Linked DNA regions of Zea mays: region 2 is linked to region 1. A link is a contact called in public Hi-C data. All regions are on one chromosome and are shown on one strand. Each heading gives the region's core, a stretch centred on a gene start, on an enhancer-like site or on the middle of the called end of the contact. The rest is flanking DNA. Distances are from core to core; before and after follow the strand shown. Region 1 overlaps LOC100274365 (Ribulose-phosphate 3-epimerase). Region 2 holds the start of LOC103631773 (50S ribosomal protein L18, chloroplastic-like).

What was found. A called contact is a pair of places that touch in the nucleus more often than the background predicts.
Region 2: a contact with region 1 is called in a Hi-C map of ear, with 2.0 times the contacts expected there. The contact joins the promoter of LOC103631773 here to the enhancer-like site in region 1. A contact is called at or near these places in 2 of 25 Hi-C or Micro-C datasets (ear and tassel) and 1 of 3 datasets of contacts at active chromatin or transcription factors (leaf).

The regions. Positions count from the first base shown.
Region 1 is chr1:14,738,433-14,744,733 of Zm-B73-REFERENCE-NAM-5.0, forward strand. It overlaps LOC100274365 (Ribulose-phosphate 3-epimerase), which reads left to right. Exons shown (of 9, transcript NM_001148725.1): 5 at 1,478-1,556; 6 at 2,106-2,215; 7 at 2,314-2,370; 8 at 2,507-2,576; 9 at 2,681-3,072. The coding sequence ends at 2,730. Among protein-coding and RNA genes, the nearest start is that of LOC100274365, 15 kb to the left of the region's middle. Within about 2 kb of position 3,334, at least 11 of the 20 cell types and tissues checked have an H3K27ac peak or open chromatin away from gene starts, as enhancers often do. A contact at or near this core is called in ear and leaf, where this site is marked.
Region 2 is chr1:14,906,284-14,912,584 of Zm-B73-REFERENCE-NAM-5.0, forward strand. It overlaps LOC103631773 (50S ribosomal protein L18, chloroplastic-like), which reads right to left and starts at 2,516. Exons shown (of 4, transcript XM_008653247.4): 1 at 2,033-2,516; 2 at 1,841-1,944; 3 at 1,584-1,736; 4 at 1,138-1,487. The coding sequence starts at 2,159. The coding sequence ends at 1,335. LOC103631772 (conserved oligomeric Golgi complex subunit 4) reads left to right here and starts at 2,410. Exons shown (of 2, transcript XM_008653243.3): 1 at 2,410-4,316. The coding sequence starts at 2,664.

The sequences.
Region 1 (6,301 bases), core at 2,084-4,583:
GGATGACATCCTGGAATCCTTCCAATTTGGGCCAAAAAGCTTCAAAACAGAAACGTCTTTTACCCAGTTTATTATCTCTAATGCCAAGCAGCAAGGGGCAATGGTCGGAGCCTTCAGAGGCAGCACTTTGAAGAAGGACATTTGGAAAATTGTCTTCCCACTCCACTGAACAGAGGACCCTGTCAAGCTTAACAAGAACAGGACTGTCTTGCTGATTTGACCACGTGTATTTACGCCCAAAAAGTGGAACCTCATTGAGACTCAAGTCCTCAACCAACTTCCTAAATCTCCCCATCATAGCTCTGTTAATATTTGAATTATTTTTATCTGAAGCCTTGTAGATGAGATTGAAGTCACCAGCAATCAACCAGGGTCCAGTGCAAGCAGCCCTGACGTCTCTCAGTTCTTGAAGAAACAACATCTTATCACTGTTACTTTGAGGACCATAAACACAAGTTAACCACCAACAGCGATTATGCGCATTGCAGAATTGGATTGAAATGCTGTATCTGTCAATCCTAGACAACCCAGTCACTCCCAGATGACGCTTCCAAGCAACCAGCACACCACCACTAGCACCACAAGATGGTAGAAAGGAGAACTGGCAGAAATCCGAACCCAAGGCTGCAAGAATGGTTCTTGTAGAAATGACAGTCATTTTAGTTTCCTGGAGACAGACCACATCAGCTTTAGAGGACAGAACTAGATTCCGGACTGAATTTTGACGATCAGCTGAATTTAAACCTCTCACATTCCAACATATAATTTTGCTAGGATCCATTACAACAATTATAAATTACAACCCAGAAAGAAAAACACACTACGGGAAGAGATTCCCCGGAGTCTCCCATCCAAAGAGAGCCGCTAACGCTTCAACATGACTTTGAGTTAAAGGATGCTGAAAAAGATTCTCATAATCCTTAACAGCTTGCTGGTTGATGCTTGCATTCTCTGTGATGACTCTCAGAGTCCGCATTACTTGTTTTGTGGCTCTGTTCTCCAGATCTTTCTAAACTTAGTCACTGATTGTGGCGCCTGCCTTGGCTGCGCGATCTGCAGCCCTCCTGGCGTCACGACGGCGCCTGTAAGTGCGGCCGTACATGACAACAACACAAATGGCTTCAATGAATATTTTGATTAAACCCTTCAATGTATTTTGTTCATTTAGGATTTAGCTAATCATGGACTATTACATAATGAGCGTTTGTCTTTGTGTGTGTTTGTTTGTTTTCTGAGGCTGAACTATTACTGATTACTGGGCTCCAACAATAGCTATAGGAGCACATTTGCTACTTGCTAGTGTTAGACCTACAACCAAGCACATTCCTAGATGTACTTAGTTTCAATTTAGGATTATTTGGCCCACCAAGTTCCTGTGGAGATCTTTGAATGTCCCAACCATTGGGGTGTACTGTTGTCTTTTATCTTTGTGGCATGCTCTGAATTGGAACTGAGTTATCTTTCCATTATTTATCAGATTAAAAGTCTAGGAGCAAAGGCAGGAGTTGTTTTGAATCCAGCGACTCCACTCACTGCAATTGATTACGTTCTTGATGGTAAGATCATGATGCTAATTTCAGCTTATATGGTATCTTGAAAGTGGACATCTGTTCAGAAAATCTGTTGATGTTACCGTACCAGGTTTGGAATGTCTATTATTGCCGGATTAGTTTCCAAAAGCCTTATGCTATATTCATGAGTGCAATGTATACTTTTGTAGCAAGTAGTTGCCTAGTTGGTAACTGATAGTAAATGATGACTGTTGAGAGTTGATGTTGGAGCAAGTACATACTCCGTTCAGAGTAGGAATGTGAAGCATCAATCAGGCTGCTCCCTCCTGGTATTCAACCAGTGATGTTGGTTTTTTATACCAGCATGACCATTGAGGCAAATTGTGCTGCTGCTTGTGATAATTTTTGACATTTTTGACCAATGGCACCCTTGACTTTCTTGGCTACGCAGCATGTAGTCTTGAAGTCTGCATTAAAATATTTGAAATTGCTTGAGCATACATTTGACTACTTTTCTCATCAATTCATCAGTAACATGATAGGCTCACATGTCCTGACATTCTAATTACAACACCTCACTTTTTTTCCATGCAGTTGTTGACCTGGTGCTGATTATGTCTGTGAATCCTGGGTTTGGTGGCCAGAGCTTTATCGAGAGTCAAGTAAAGAAAATTGCAGAACTGAGAAGGTTATGTGCAGAGAAGGTATATCCCCTTGTTCCCTTTCAAGTATTCTCACTCACTGCCCTGAATCCCTTACGTTCAAAGCATTGAAGTGTTAATTTCTTCTTTTTTTTTGGTAGGGAGTGAACCCCTGGATTGAGGTTGATGGTGGTGTTGGTCCGAAAAATGCCTACAAGGTGACATGTTTAGATATTTTCCATGCTGGCATTTAACTTTAACCTATCTTATATGGCACTTGTATTTAACAATCCTGAACTAATCTTCTAGTCCAGTTAGGTTTAGGTGCTAATATTTTTTCCCTTTAAATGACAGGTTATTGAAGCTGGCGCAAATGCCATTGTCGCAGGTTCTGCAGTTTTTGGGGCTCCAGACTACGCTGAAGGCATGGTTTCTTCTCAGTGTCATTCATGCTCTAAATTTGAAATTCAATATAGGTTGTCAGCGACTACGAAAGTTTTTATTGACGATCCTCTTGCGATTCTGCAGCTATCAAAGGAATAAAGACCAGCCAAAGACCTCTAGCTGTAGCCGCATAAAGAGCTGGACGTGTAATCATTTACTCTGTGCAAGTTTACCAGTGATGCGATCTGTATAGATGTGTGTCTTGTCCAGCTATACGTATACCGGAGATGAAAGGAGACGGAGGCAGTGAAGAAATATCCTTTTTTTTCTTCTCATTTTTCACGAGGATGCCGTGCACTGCTCCCAGAATGCTGTGTCCAATTTACAAACGCACAGGTGGCACATGAACTAGCAGAGTAGCTCTCTCTTGAAAGGAAACTGTATTTGGGGTCGATGAACCCTCTGGTGTTATTCTTCAGACTGGTAAACGATGTAACATGTTTGATAATCAATAAAGTGCGTCGTATGGCTTTCCTAAAAAAAAGCACAGCAGCACACGAATGTAACATGTTTGTACATCGGCATCTGACTGAGTCTGAAGCCCTTGTACATGATTGGAATTTACCTTAAAACTGTCTGGAACTTTGCACATTTTTTTTTTGAAAAATGGCAGGAGCTCTGCCTTTCTTAAAGCGGTAAAGAGGGTATAAAAAAACAGACACTCATCAGGAGTACACCTCCTGTGGAACGAGATCCTCTGCAGTACTGCCTCTTGTTGAGTCATTGACGTGTGGGTCCAAACGTCAGTGACTCAACTACGGGGGCAATACTACAGGATCTGTTTCCCCTCCTGTTGGGTGAGACTAGAAGAAATAGACCAGCAGGAGCCTAGATACAACTGGAGACTAAACACCAGACCTAGCTGCTAATGGATAGCAGCGCTCCTGAAGAGTGAAAGACTTTAATTTTCTCTGCCTCCTGCATCACCGATAATGAGTTATGCTCAAAGATCCTTTGGTTGTGCTCTTTCCAGGTATTCCACATGGTGTAGATCACAGTTCCATTGAATTCTCTATTGCGGTCTCTCGTGATGTGAGAAGCCCTCGATTCCCAGCACTCACTAATGCTATCGAAGTTTGATGGGTTTGCTTGTTGTGGCATTGTCAATCCTTACCCATTGAGAATTCGATTCTAGGCTTCCTGAGCGAAGGGGCGCTGCAAACAAAGATGGAGTACACTTTCTAGAGGCCCATGGCAAAGTGAGTAAGGCCCCGTTTGTTTGGTTGGAATTTAATTCCATTTTAATAATTATAATTTAGATAAAACTAATTAAGTTCATATATTTATATATGTAATATATTTGTATATTATCTTAAATCATATGAGAGAGATACTTATATACTACATTCATGTTATAACGAAACAAGTATAAGAGTGTGCTATAAGTTGTAAATCGGAAAAATATCATGTAAATCTATAGAATCAATTTCAATCTCTCACCTCATGAATTTGAGATAGCCTTAGACTGGCTCCAACAAGGGCCGGTAAAGCGTCCTCTACGCTAAATATACTGGATGAATCTGTTCGCTACGTCTCCAGCAACACCCGGTATAACCTTCGGTAAATTATAGAGTACGTTTGTGATCCGGCAAATGTGGGGACTCCGCTACCACTCGCTATCCACTGTTTACTCTGTCCTGCTTCCTGTGTTCGCTCCCGCGTAAACAGAAACTTCCCATCGGGTGCTGCACCTTCTTTGTGGTCTTCGGCTTCGACGACGGCGAAGCTGCTGGCAACACTCGATCCTCGTCTCGCGGCCGCAACAGGTGGTGGCTGGGAGGTGTGCATCCAAGTTACTCGACGTATGGCCGCAGGTGGTGGCTGGGAGACCAAGAACTACCGTGATTACCTTAAAATAATTATGACTGCTTTTTTTTATTTGAACATGACATACAAACAGTTGTTAACATTTTATTAAAACAGTTAGAAAAAATAGAGAATAAGATATAGAGGATAAAATTTAGAGGCCGTTGCTGGAGAAAGTCTAGATATAGAGAATGGAATCTTTTAGAGAGTTCTGTAAAGGACAGAGAATATTCCTTTAGGGGATAAAATTTAGAGGACGTTGCTGGAGATAGCCTTATATGGTAACTTTGGAAAGTGATGGAATGTCACATTCTAAAAAAATAGTCTATTACAATAGTAAGATTCCAAATCCTCAAAATAAAAGGAAACAAACGGGCACTAAGAGGTTTTGTGCTGTCAGCCACGACATGTGAGGTTGTCGGCCGTGAGCAGCTTATTTTGGATAAGAATCCATGCAAATAGTTTACATTTATTCTCAGATCTTGCTGTCCAGATGTGGCTGACCTTGTGGCGCCTGTGAGAGCCTAGGAACTGGGCTCTATAGGCTAAGCTGGTAGAAAAAATTCCATCCGGGATCCATTTCCATGTGATGGAGTCAGCAACCTCTGGCTAAAAGTGAATTATTCTAGATTCTAATCCTGAGCGAAACAAATTCCTCAATTTACGTGGATGTTGTAACTTTGTTCCTGTGGGCCTCTATCCAAGCATTGTTGGAAAGCTCTTGTGCAACTGATTTGTTCTTCCTCTTCACTAGTTCAAAGAGGTGTCCATCCAACCAACTATGATGCCAAAACCTTCCCTTTATGTCGTTGCCAAGTGCTACTGAGGTGGAAGCCCGAAATAGAAGGTTGGCTACATTGTTACAAGGCACTTGCAGACCAACCCAGGGCTTCTCTTCAATGGTCCACTCCTACCAATGCCACCGAAGGCGGAGGGCCCGACTAAATTTGTCGAGGTCAAGAACTCCCACGCCGCCCAAATTCTTTGGTCTGCTCACTGTAGGCTAGTTGACTAGACAGTGACCTGTGTTTGCTTGTTCCTCTCCCTTCCATAGGAAGGATCTGCGAAGTTTATCTATACGCTTCCTAGCCCAAGCTACCAGTGGAAATATGGATAAGTGGTAGGTTATCATTGAGGAGAGGACCGAGAAGACGTGTAGGACCGGTAAGGCAACCAGAGGAGATGAATGAGAGCCAATCGGATTTTACTTTCAAACACTGAAAATGAACAATTCACTTCAATTGAGATGAAGCAAGTGCTCAAACCACGAACGCATCAGCGAACGAGTGATCTCATGATTACAAAACGTTCCTAATACTCACATGAGACCAGCAAAACAAACGGATCGCAAATCAGACACCAAAAAGTCCAAAACGGACCAATACAGTATCGTCAACAAGTGTTGTTTTCAGCAGTACGAAATCATGTTCTTGAATTCAAAACTGAACCAAACGAACTCCGATTGAGATGAAATTTTACACACAATTGAAAAAATACGTTTCCAAGATCTCCCCAAATTTTGAGCTCAATCCGACTTGTGAATCACCTGCAGATTTAAAAATACAGCAGAAATTGGGATTTTGTTGGGGTTTTCTAGAACGAGTTCAAACTAAGTTTTTCTCAAATCGCGACAAAAATCTGCAACAACTAGGTGTATGCAGTGGTCCGAAGATTGCAACTCACCACCAATCAATCCCCAAACCAAATCCTCTCAAAGGAATCAAAGGTTTTTCACCAACAACACAACATCGGGAAAAGAAGAAACAAAGACTATAAAATTTTAGAAATTTCAACAAGGGTACAAACTGAGATTTGAAACCAAAGAGCCCTGTGGGCCGGACCGGCGACCCTTCCTCTGATTAAACTTTAAAATCACGAACACAGTCGAAGTACAAAATC
Region 2 (6,301 bases), core at 1,266-3,765, 170 kb after region 1:
AGCATCAGCGCACGAAGCACGTAGAGATCGACCTACACTTCGTCCGCGAGCGTGTCGCTGCCGGTGACGTTCGGGTTCTCAGCGTCCCCACCATGCTGCAGTTCGCCGACATCTTCACTAAGGGACTACCGTCGAGTGTATTCTTAGACTTTCGATCCAGTCTCAACATCTGTACAGGATAGAGTTGTGACTGCGGGGGGTGTTAGACTACCCGTCTAGGATTCTAGGGTTTGGGGTGTTCCCCGTGTAATTACCGTCTCAACCCTCATTGTAATGGGCCTGGCCCAGTTACTAAGTCTATTAATACTACTCCTCATCCCTGGTTAGGGGTATAGGTTCGTATTCCAACAAATATACGTGCCAAATGACATGACACCATCCAGGTACTGGCAATGGAGAAGCTGCTATGTACCTACGTCGGCCATGGGAGCCCTTCGGGAGGTTTTTTTTTCACAAGCTTTTATGGATCACTGCATAGAGCCCGTTGGGTGGCATAACCGGGACAAACCTGAGAATGAGCAAATTGCCAGCTGCTATGAGTACAGGTCCCAGCCTTGTCTTCCTGTTTCTCGTTGTTCATGAATGCGAGTGTTACTTGAACTTCAAAATGACGATGTCCTTTTGCGCTTACTGGTTATTTTCTACTAGTACTTTCTAGCTCTTCTCGGGTACTCATGAGTCATGACGGGATGACTTGCTGCTGAATAGGTAAGTTTGGCAATTGGTATTGACACCTGTTATTGGCATTCTTCTCAGGTGCTCCGGTCCAGGATCCAGCATATCTGAACGGTGATGAAGCTATACCGTTCCTTATACAAACTTTCATTGATCCGGATATCGAGAATCCATGGGCGTGTTCGGCTGGCTACAAGCCGACACTGTTGCAGCTGTTTGGACTGCTGCAGCTGCAATCCATAGAGAGAAAAATACTGTAGAAGCCGCAGCCGCAGCCGGATTGCAGCCGCAGCAAGCCGCAGCGAACAAGCTGCATGGTTGGTCCACAGGTTGGGAACTCGAGTCCCAGTTTCAGCGTCCGTAGCATATAGCTCCTACTAATGTTCACTTCAGTGATTTCGTGTATTATATTATATGAATATTCATATTATAAAGGGGATGTAAGGAGATCTGAGCAGTAGGTACTGGAATCGTGTATAGAGTACGGAGAAACTGTCCTTGTTAGTGAAATATGAACTGCCTGTTGATCAAGGACTGATGGATCATACAGAATACAGAATACAGAATCCGCATGGAATGTGACCAACTTCCCTGTCTCCTGAGAACTGTCAATGCAAGCCCTGGTGCCTCCTTTCTGGGGGCGACACTACAGTTGCAGCCTATCTTGGCAGGAACCCGTGCTGTGAGACCGGAACCTCGAACGCCATCATCTTGTCGCCTCGAGCAAAGCCGTTGCGGTCGTAGGAGACCTCGGAGATGCCCAACTCGTTGCACACCCTGACGAGCTCCTCCCCGACCTTCCGGGCAGCCTCCTGTGCAGGGCGAGCCGGCGAGGCGAACTCAAGCTCAAGAGTCCCGCCGGAATACAAACCAAATTCCAGATGGAGAAGACGACGGCGGCGGCTTACCACGGTGCCACAGGGCGGGTCGCCGCAGATGGACTTCTGCAGCGTGCTGCCATAGAAGAGGATCTTCTTGTTGTGGTCGTCGGCGAGCACAGCGTAGAGCTGCCGGTTGGAGCAGAACACCGAGAGTCTGGGCTTCGTCGCCGTGCCGTTGAACTGCATACAGCGAGAGTCGGCGGAACGGCGGTTTGGTTACACCGGCTGCCTGGTAGCTGGCCTTATCCTGAAATTTGAGAACCAGGTGGAGCACCGGAACGTACCTTCTTCTGCAGCCGACGGTTCCTGACCTTGGCGCTCTCAGTTCGCGCGCCTCGCCTCGCCGTCGCCTCGATCCTGGGGTACTCGCGCCGGGGCGCGCCGGGGCCTGCACGCGTCAGACAGAGATAAGAGCGCGCGTGGGCGTCGCCGAGCTAGCGAGCGCGGAACAGCGTGTATGCGGTGGCTCTGCTCACCTGGATGTGGCGGAAGCGAGAAGTCGAGGATAAACCTGGAGCCTGTCAGCGAGGTCGGAGGGTGGCGGACCGGGAGCGCGGGGCGCGGCGATAACGGCTGGGCTAGCGCGGCGCGTAGCAGCGCCATAGCCAGTGCGCCAATTCGTCGAACAGGTTCCGCGCGCGCAGTTCTGGCCTTCGTTGGGTTGGCAGTTGGCTTCAGTTTACCATTCCGTTTTACCCCACCACCACCAGGGGAAAAAAATTTGTTGCAGCCCGGTTACAAACCAGGCTGTTTGCAGCCCCTAACAAAAAAGAGGATAGACCTCACCTGCAAGTCTACTAGATAACGTTTTAGTTGTGTTATTGGCCTACAGGTGGGGCCTATCCTCATTTTTGTGAGGGGCTGCAAACAGCCTAGTTTGCAGCCGGGCTGCAGCAAATTTTTTTCCCCACCAGGCACCAGCCGCAGCGCCCGCACACTCCGCACCGCACCGTCGCCCTTGCCCTGAAAAAAAGAAGAGAGAGAGAAGCACTCCGAGATCTGGTCTTCTCGGTGTCCAACGGTCCACAGCCCAACCCTCTCGAGTCTCGTCTTCTCCCCCGGACTCCGAGATCTTGCCGATCTGCACCGACGCCGCGGTCCGCGGCCATGGCGGTGCCCTCTCCCGCCCCGCGGTCCCCGCGCCGACCGGATGCCATTGTGGCCCCGGACCCCTCGTCCGCTGACGTGCCACCATCCCTCGACTTCGGCGACCCGGCCTCCCTCGCCGCGCTCCGAGTCCTCACCGACGCGGGTGCCGCCACCCGCCTCCTCCACGAGTGCGTGGCCTACCAGCGCGGGCTCGACGCCCGTCTCGACGCTCTCCTCGCCCGCCGTGCTGACCTCGACCGCGCCGCTGCTTCGCTCCTCCGCTCTGCCCCGCCTCTGCTCTCGCTCGCGGCTTCCGACGCCGCCGCGCTTAAGGAATCCTCCTCCACCACCGCGGCGCTCGCCGACGCGCTCTCGTCCCGCGTCCGCCATCTCGACGCGGCGCACTCCAGGGCGGACGCTGCGCTGGCACGTGCCGAGGCCGCGCTCGATCGTTCTCGCGCGCTCGAAGCCGCGCGGCGGGCCTTGGCCGCCGACGACCTCGCCGCCGCCGCCACCGCCGTGCACGAATTCCTCGCTATCGACGCTCGGTTCCCCACCGACGACGATCTCCGCCGCGATCTGCTTGACATGAAACGTCGCCTCGAGGGGCTCGCGCGTCGGAGGCTAGCGGCGGTCGTTGATGCACAGGACCATCCTGCTGTGCTTCGCCTCGTCCGCCTATTCCCACTGCTCGGACTCGCTGATGAAGGACTCCAGGTCTACGTCGCCTACCTGAAGAAGGTTGTCGCTCTGCGTGCCCGCGCAGACTTTGAGCACCTCGCGGAGCTGACCTCCGCGACCCAGCCGACCTCTGAGCGGCCGGATTTTGTTGGCTGCCTCACCCGTCTCTTTAAGGACATTGTGCTCGCTGTTGAGGAGAATGATGCTGTGCTTCGTGAGCTCAGGGGAGACGATGGTGTTGCTTATGCCATCATTGAGCTGCAGGAGGAGTGTGATTCGCGGGGCACCCAGATACTACGCCGTTATGCTGATTACAGGAAGCTTGCACGACTTGCATCGGATATAAACTCCTATACAAAGAACCTCCTTTCGGTCATGGGTTCCATGGCCAGTGCTGCTGGAGGTAGTGAAGGGCCTGATCCCAGGGAAATTGAGCTTTATCTTGAGGAGATTCTTGCGTTGACCCAGCTTGGTGAGGACTACACTGAATTTATGGTGAACAAGATCCGTGGATTGAGAGATGTCAAGCCTGAGCTTGGGCCGCGGGCGATGAAGGCCTTCCGTAATGGTAACTTCTATAAAACGGAGCAGGATCTGACTGGGTTCTATGTGATCTTTGAGGAGTTTTTCATGGTGGAGAATGTGAGGAAAGCCATACGGATTGATGAGCCCATATCAGATGGTCTCACAACGTCTATGGTGGATGATGTATTCTTTGTACTGCAGAGTTGCTGCCGCCGGGCTGCTTCCACTGCAAGCATAAACTCTGTTCTTGCTGTGCTTGGTGGGGCAATGAGCCTTCTAAGCAATGAGTATCAGGAGGCACTACAGTGGAGGATGCGGGAGCCAAATTTGGGTGCAAAGCTCTTCCTTGGTGGTGTTGGAGTGCAGAAGACAGGTGAGGAGATTGCGACTGCACTGAACAACATTGACATTAGCTCTGAGTATGTTCTGAAGCTCCGTCATGAGATTGAGGAGCTCTGCGTGGAGGTGAGTCTAGTATTCTTTGATTATATGCATTTGTTTAAGCCTAAAGTGGGATATGTTTTAACAATTATGCCATATATGCATTTCATCAGTTCAATTTATGGATATGTGCATTTCTGCAGTTATATAATGTGTTCTTAATTGCAGATTGTTTGATTTAAAACGAAGGTGTTCACAATGTTTTAGCATTCTATGAAAATTAGTTGATCGTAATAGAGTAAATTTCAGAAACCTAAAACTTTTTATGGCAGTGATAAATCATTTGGCTTACATATTTGTCTAGCCGTGTACACCTACGTTTATCAATAACTATCCATGTGAGTTGGTGATAGTGTCTCCTGTGTGCCGCCGCCGCCGCTGTCATTTGATCTCTATGCATCTTATGTAATAGAGAATCTCATAACTCACAAATAATGTGTTTCATTGTCTTAGTAAAATTAGTTTGGCATTGCTTAATTCTATCATGCTAATGAGAAATGATTGCTTAACCTAATGTATTTGACTATTTGTCATCTGGAAAATACCAAATTGTTAGAAGTAAATGATGGAACTAGCAACTTTCTAAGTAGGACAGCATTATGTTACACACGCTGATAGCAGCATTTTGTATACTGCTTTATGGTCACTCCTGTCATAGGAACTGTCTTTTGAGTTTGTCATAGCAAAACCGTTAAACTTGGTGCCTGATAAACAATTTTGCAAACTAAATCACTAAATTTACTATGTAGAACCGACAGTAATGACAAATGATGCGTGAAGTGTGGAATGTATGGTTGATCCATGTTAGGAAAAGGTATATGCTGCAGCAAAAGATGATGTCTTGCATTGAGCCCTTACACAGTTTATATAGAGTACATGACGTAAGAGATAAGGCAACCAACAGGTACATATGGCAGCCTATGAAACACAATATCTAGACTATCTACTAAATATACTCTAATAATTTAGTGTTCTTGTCTGTGGGAACCTGTGATCTAGTGAATAGAGCAGCTTGCTTATGAGTAATCTTGCAAGAAGAATAATGTACAGAATGCCACTGGCAAGCAAGATATGCATCAGGACCACCTTAAACTTTTATTGAGCAGTATTTAAAACAGTGTGCCAAAAATGAAGCTTGTTTACATTTATCTGAAATACTTTTTGAAAATAGATCTTGAAATGAGGCAAATGAATCATAGGCTTGTAACAGCATGTACTGTATGGTACACAGATAACAAACTAGTCTATACAATTTACATGGTCTAGCCAGCAAAACATGCATCCCTATATGTGACTAAAATTGTAAAAATATCTGCAGGACTACAATAACAACACTTGAGCATCTTCATTTGCATCTATTGGATAGATTCTTGAACCTTATACCAAATTCCTATATAGTGCCCAGGCCCGTTGGAATGCATGAATTTCACAAGAATCTGTTCAATTTCACAGGAAAAACACAACAATAGAGTTGGGGGGAAAAATCCTGTGTTCCAATATACCTTGAATTTGGCTACATTGTTTAACATAACTTTGGTTTGCTGAGGTTTAGAGCAAAAGTTCACGTCTGATTTTGGTCAGTTGATTTTTGTTCCTCTATGCTCTCCTATAATTTGTAATGGACTAAGACTAAGGGCAAGTATATTGGTGTTGTCTAATAGGTGGTCTCAGGCAGTGCCATGTAATCTTGAGTTGACTTCTTGTAGGAACATTTATTTACTTAGTTTGTGTATAGACCAAAATGAATGTTTTGAGTTTCATGGCAACAAGGCATACAATGTTGCTGAAGCAGTCTCATAGTCCTAAAATTTTAGTTTATGAGGTTGTTGTTTCATGAAACGTCATCTTTCTCTCACCTCCCTCTTCTCATCCGCATCATAAAAAAATCCTACGTGGCTTTGTATGAGACGGCCTATGGGACCATGTACTTGCCCTGATGGTTCTAAGAAACCTTCTGTTGACAGAGAATCTATTGTTAGCTTAACTGGAAGTCCTGAAGGATCATAGGG